Linked DNA regions of Mus musculus: region 1 is linked to region 2. Evidence: chromatin contacts called from public Hi-C data. All regions are on one chromosome and are shown on one strand. Each heading gives the region's core, a stretch centred on a gene start, on an enhancer-like site or on the middle of the called end of the contact. The rest is flanking DNA. Distances are from core to core; before and after follow the strand shown.

The links. Hi-C and Micro-C count contacts between places; a contact is called where the count stands out from the background.
Region 1: a contact with region 2 is called in a Hi-C map of liver, with 2.9 times the contacts expected there. The contact joins two enhancer-like sites. A contact is called at or near these places in 32 of 484 Hi-C or Micro-C datasets (B cells, the C2C12 cell line, the G1E-ER4 cell line and 17 more), 9 of 115 datasets of contacts at active chromatin or transcription factors (CD8 T cells, the NIH/3T3 cell line, VIP interneurons and 6 more) and 1 of 9 other capture datasets (bone marrow-derived macrophages).

The regions. Positions count from the first base shown.
Region 1 is chr6:72,138,938-72,141,637 of GRCm38.p6, reverse strand. The region is part of intron 3 of St3gal5 (ST3 beta-galactoside alpha-2,3-sialyltransferase 5); the gene reads right to left. Among named protein-coding and RNA genes, the nearest start is that of 4933431G14Rik, 17 kb to the right of the region's middle. Within about 2 kb of position 1,432, at least 119 of the 459 cell types and tissues checked have an H3K27ac peak or open chromatin away from gene starts, as enhancers often do. A contact at or near this core is called in the HL-1 cell line, bone marrow-derived macrophages, cerebral cortex and 4 more, where this site is marked.
Region 2 is chr6:71,989,240-71,991,978 of GRCm38.p6, reverse strand. No RefSeq gene overlaps it. Among named protein-coding and RNA genes, the nearest start is that of Gm26628, 27 kb to the right of the region's middle. RefSeq lists an enhancer at 1-2,646. Within about 2 kb of position 1,313, at least 180 of the 459 cell types and tissues checked have an H3K27ac peak or open chromatin away from gene starts, as enhancers often do. A contact at or near this core is called in the HL-1 cell line, bone marrow-derived macrophages, cerebral cortex and 4 more, where this site is marked.

The DNA.
Region 1 (2,700 bases), core at 183-2,682, 150 kb before region 2:
GACCTCCGTACTGTGTTATAGTGCACACACACACATACACACACACACACACACACACACACACACACACGCATGCACCCAGTGGTATGTTTGCTTGGCATGTTGCAATGCTCTGATTTGGCCCTCAGGACTGGCTAAGATGGTAAATTTTGTTCTATGGCTTTGTGCCGTCTGGGAGACAATGACCTTCAGTGTTATCAGAGAACAAGTGTCCTGACCTCACAGAACTTGCTGGTTCCTGTGCACGTGCCCAGGGATGGTCCTCCTACCGAGGCCAGCTGCTGAGGCCCAGTCAGAAGACTTCCCACGTGCTGCTCCTGCTGTGTGCTTCCCATCTTTGTGTCCGACAGCTCCCCCCGCTCCCCCCCTCCCCCGGGGCAGTTTTCTCTTGTGTGCACACGAGTCCGTGCAGATGTGTGGCACAGGCTCCTGTAGGTCACAGGATACCTACTTTTAAGACTGTATCTTGTCTTCAAACCTGTCAGTGTATCATGGAGATTCTAGCTGTTGTAGTCATAAACATGACCTCAGCTGGTTTTCCTCGGTCTTGTTATTTTTACTCTAATTTTTTGTTACACTTCATTCTGTGTATGTGTATGTGAGTGGGTGTGTGTGCCTGGTGTGTGCATGTGTTAGTGTTCATGTGTGTGTGGGGTATCTGAGGCCAACCTATGGGAGCCAGTTTTCCCCTTCCTCCGAGTGGGGCTAAGGGAGGAACTGGTTGTTGGTCTTGGCAGCAGGTGCTTTTTACACTTGGAGCCACTTCACCAGCCATTATCTGATTTTTACAAAATATACTTTCGACGGAAACATTTCCCTCATCTCAGTAGAAAAACCTTTAAAAATATTTTTAAAGTGTAGCCTTGCAAAGGTCTCCAGAGTGAGCTCCAGGCCAGCCAGGGCTACACAGAGAGGCCTGTGTGTGTGCATTTGGGGAATTTACCTCCTTTTGGTAAAGGGGAACTGACTAATGGTTTCACAGCCTTGCACCCCCTGTGGCACCCGAAGATAAGGTCACCAGTGAGTTCCCTTTGTGGTTTCAAGGTGTCACACCCAGGAGAATGAATCAGGGCTGCTCACGTGCCAAGGCCCGAAACAGCAGCTTCTACGCCTATGGAAAAGGAAGTTACTCCACACACCAGCAGCTCACACAAGCACTGACATCTTCCTGAGGGGTCAGTCGGAACACCAAGCAAGGAACCTATCATGGCCCGGAGTCCTCACAAACACTAAGCAGGCGAGGCTCGGCCCTTCATGGGGCCTTATCCCAGCCTGGGGGGAGGGTGGCAAACAGAAGGGTCCTGCCACTGACTTTACTCATCGCTCTAGTCTCCAGGTCTCGTGGTCATAGACAGCCATTTTTGGAGCTCCTGAAACCCAGTTCACCCCTAGGATTCATGCCCAGTACATGTTTTCCCAAGTCACCTAGGATCCAAAGGGACACCTGCAGCGTGCCAAAGGAGGCCCAGGGAAGGATGCTGGAAGTGTGCGCGCAGCTCTCCTGTGCTGCCAAATCTTTTCTTTAGAAGTTTCCTTTGGAGAGGAGTGAAATTTCATTCCATTCCCTGTCCTGGGAAAGCATTCATCTCATTTAATCTACTGTATTGTGAGCAGAGCCCAAGGCCCAGCTGTCACCCTCTGTAGTAACCCTGCCTGTCTCAGGGCTGGGGCTGGGGACCTGAGGGAGCGAGCGCAGCTAACAGCACTGGAGAGAGTGAGAACACTGTGAGCCTGGTTCCACATGTTTAAAGATGTGCTGAGCTCTGAAGGTGCCTGCCATCACAGGGCAACTTTTGCTAACTACAGTGCACTTTGGGGCCTCTTCTCTTTTCCCTACATGGGGTTCACAGCTTTAAAAAAAGGTGGGACAGTTCACTTTAAGGAACTGGGGTGCTCAGAGGAAGCAGGGGTTCCGGACCATGGCAGCCAAGTGGAGGAGGGCTGACTGGGAGGCGCCATCCTGGCGGCTCTGAGATCCAGAGAGCTGATGTTCCTCTTTTAAGAAACAAGATGCTGTGTCAAATCTAGGGGTGGAAATAAAGGCTTTAGCTCTTCAACGTTGTACTGGCTAGTTTTGTGTCAACTTGACACAGCTGGAGTTATCATAGAGAAAGGAGCTTCAGTTGAGGAAATGCCTCCATGAGATACAACTGTAAGGCATTTTCTCAATTAGTGATCAAGGGGGAAAGGCCCCTTGTGGGTGGGACCATCTCTGGGCTGGTAGTCTTGGGTTCTATAAGAAAGCAGGCTGAGCAAGCCAGGTGAGGCAAGCCAGTAAAGAACATCCCTCCATGGCCTCTGCATCAGCTCCTGCTTCCTGACCTGCTTGAGTTCCAGTCCTGGCTTCCTTGGTGATGAACAGCAGTATGGAAGTGTAAGCCGAATAAACCCTTTCCTCCCCAACTTGTTTCTTGGTCCTGAGGTTTGTGCAGGAATAGAAACCCTGACTAAGACAAATTGGTACCAGCAGAGTGGGGTATTCCTGTGACAACCTGACCATGTTTTGGGGAGGTCTGTGGAAGGACTTTGGAATTTTGGGCTTGAAGATCCATTCGTTGTTAAGAGCTCTGTCAGATGTTTTGTAGGAGCTTGGAAGATAATGTTGAGAACAGTGCAGAAGATGGAGGCCTGGCTTGTGAAATTTCAGAGGGAAAATTAAAGACTCTTTTCAGGGCCATTCCTGTTTTGATTGTGAAGATT
Region 2 (2,739 bases), core at 64-2,563:
ACACACACACACACACACACACACACACACACACACACACACACACAGAGCTTCACCCTTGTCTGCAGAGGAGGAAGGATAGTGGGGAGGCTCCCATTCGATGCCTGCCACCCCACAGCATGGTACCAGGGAATTTTGCCAGGGGCCAGAGAGCAAGGCTCCCTCCTACCCACTGTCTTTCTATCGCAGGGGAGAGGCTGGACCCAAAGCCACCCACACAATGTGACCATTGACATTTGTGGGTGCCATGGAAACATCTCTTGGGAGCTGAGTCCTCCCTCAGTAAACTCATTGTCCCCTGAGCCAGCCTTTCTCCAAGAGCTCCCCCTTCTTAGCCCTTTCCCAACCCAGGGCTCCTCTTGTTGACTCAGGTAGGGGAGCCAGACCCAGGTTTGCTGGTGACAGGCTCCACTGCCCTGGGTCTTGTCATCCTGGGCTCCTGTCCATTCCTCATTACGGCGAAAGTGGCCCAGAAGCAGAGCTCTGCACACAGATGGCCTTTTGGTTGCTCTGAGTCCTGACAGAGGAAGCACACAAGGACAGACAACCTTGCCTGCCTGTTTGTTTTGGAAAGCGAGAAGGCAGAAACTGTTCCTGTGGGGCAGCCTCCTGCTGAGTGGCTACCCTCAGTGCCAGCCAGCCTCTGGACTAAATCGATCTGGGCCACCTCACCTAGTCCCTGTTCTCTTTCTCCCTACAGCGCTCCGCCCATGCATTTCTCTTCTAAGTTCTGGAAACTTCTTCAGAAGTCACTCTCCTGCCTGGCTCCCTCAGCCCCCACCCCTACATTTGCTTGAGCCAAGGTCTCCCTGTAGAAATCCAGATACAAAATAAAGCCAGAGACTGTCAGGGTCACAGGAGGCCCCAGCCAGGATAGCCTTGTGTGTTCTCTCTTCCCTCTCTCCCCAAAGATAAAGATGTTGTTATAGAGAAAAAAGGCTCTGTAGAAACAAGGGGCATGGGGACTGCCTAAGATCCAGGCAGGGCCCAGACCAGGGCCTGCTCTCTCTCTCTGGCACTGTCATTTCTCTAAGCCACTCAGTGATTAGAGACAGGAGTTCAACAGATCCCTTGAAGCAACAAACCAGCAGGGACTGGAGCTCCCCCCAACCCCACCCCAGATTTGGGTTTCAACAGCTAGAAAGAAGAGCTTGTGACTACAGCTCTATCTTTCAGCAGCAGCCATGTGCCCATGTCCCAAACCACTCCCTTCGCAGACACCACTGTGGACCCTGATACCACAGAAGCAGTGATTCGGGCCAAGGATCTTGATGCAGTGCCGGCATGGGAAGGAAGGGACTTGCTGATGGACAACCAATGGGAAGGAAGGGACTTGCTGATGGACAACCAAGGTTAGATTGGCGCTCTGTGAGCTCAAACCCTAGCTGGGTGACGGGGCCAAGTTACATAATCACCCTTTGCCTTGACTGCAGCCACAGTAGAAAGTAATAAACCTTCCTGCCTTCGTAGGATGCTGGAAGGGTCTGACAAACAGGGAATAGAGAGATCAGCACAACGCCAGGCTCATGAGAATACACAGGATAAACACACCATGTTGTTACTGCCAGCACTACCCTTAGAGCCAGGTACATGGGTAACGGGGTCTCAGGCTAAGAATGGCCAACAGATGGCTCCTACAGTGACCAGGATTCCATCCCACAGTAGGAGTTCCTGGCCTGAGGGAAGAGAGTGCAATCTGCCAGGCCTAGGCAGCTGAGTGCCCCACAGCAAGGCGTTCTCGGAGCATTCCTGCTGGGCTTTGACATGGGGTGGCCAGTTGGTTCCTGGAATGTCCAAGAAAAACAAACTGGGTATTCTGAGTGAAATTGCAGCCTGGCGGCAGGCTGGGTCTGCTTTAAATTAAACACAGCATTTCTCGGATTCTTTTCATCTTCTTGCCACTGTGGGGTTCCAGAGACATTACCTCACCTCACTTTCCTGCTCTGAGGAGAGAAAACTGACAGGGTGTGAGGCTGGGGTCTTGGGAGGGAAGGCTGGAGAGCCTACTCTGTCTTAGGGCTGAGGTGCACAGAGCCATCCTCCCTCTCCGGGTTCAGCCTCCCATCCGGGCTGGAAGCAGGGGCTGTGCCAGGAGCAGAGAACACGGCCAGTATTTGGTATTTAGCAAAGGATTAGAACATTTTCAAAGTACACATCTCTCCTAGGAGTGCTTGGAAGAAGCTGTCTGTGGTTTTATGAGTCTTTTGACCATGGTGTGATATTTAGACTTGAGGTAGCCATGCACGCCAGCTCCTTGGCTGGCAGAGGGGCCCATTTCCCTGCTGGGCACTGTGGTTTAGGGTGGAGTTCCTTCTGGTTTTTGAAATTACTTTTAGCCAACTTATGGAGTCCCAGAAAATTCAGTGTTGGAGTTCAGCGCTCCTGCTGGGACTTCCCCTCAGGGAATAGACATCTGTGTCTTGCTTAGATCCTGAATCCTTTTGTTTATTCATTTATTTATAGTTTTCTTAAATGTAGAACAACTTGTAAGAGTCAGTTCTTTCTTTCTGTCATGTAGGAACTGGGGATAGAACTTGGGTCCTCAGGTTTGGCTGCAAGTGCCTTGACCTGCTGAGCCGTCTCACTGACCTTTTATTTATATTTTCACTTGTTTATAAAGTGATGTCCCCACTTCATAAGCTAGGAGTGGTAGGAAGTTCACTGTGTAATCAGGCCAGTTTCAAACTCCAGATTCCCCTGCCTTGGTGTCCCAAGTGCTAGGATTATAGGCTAGCACTT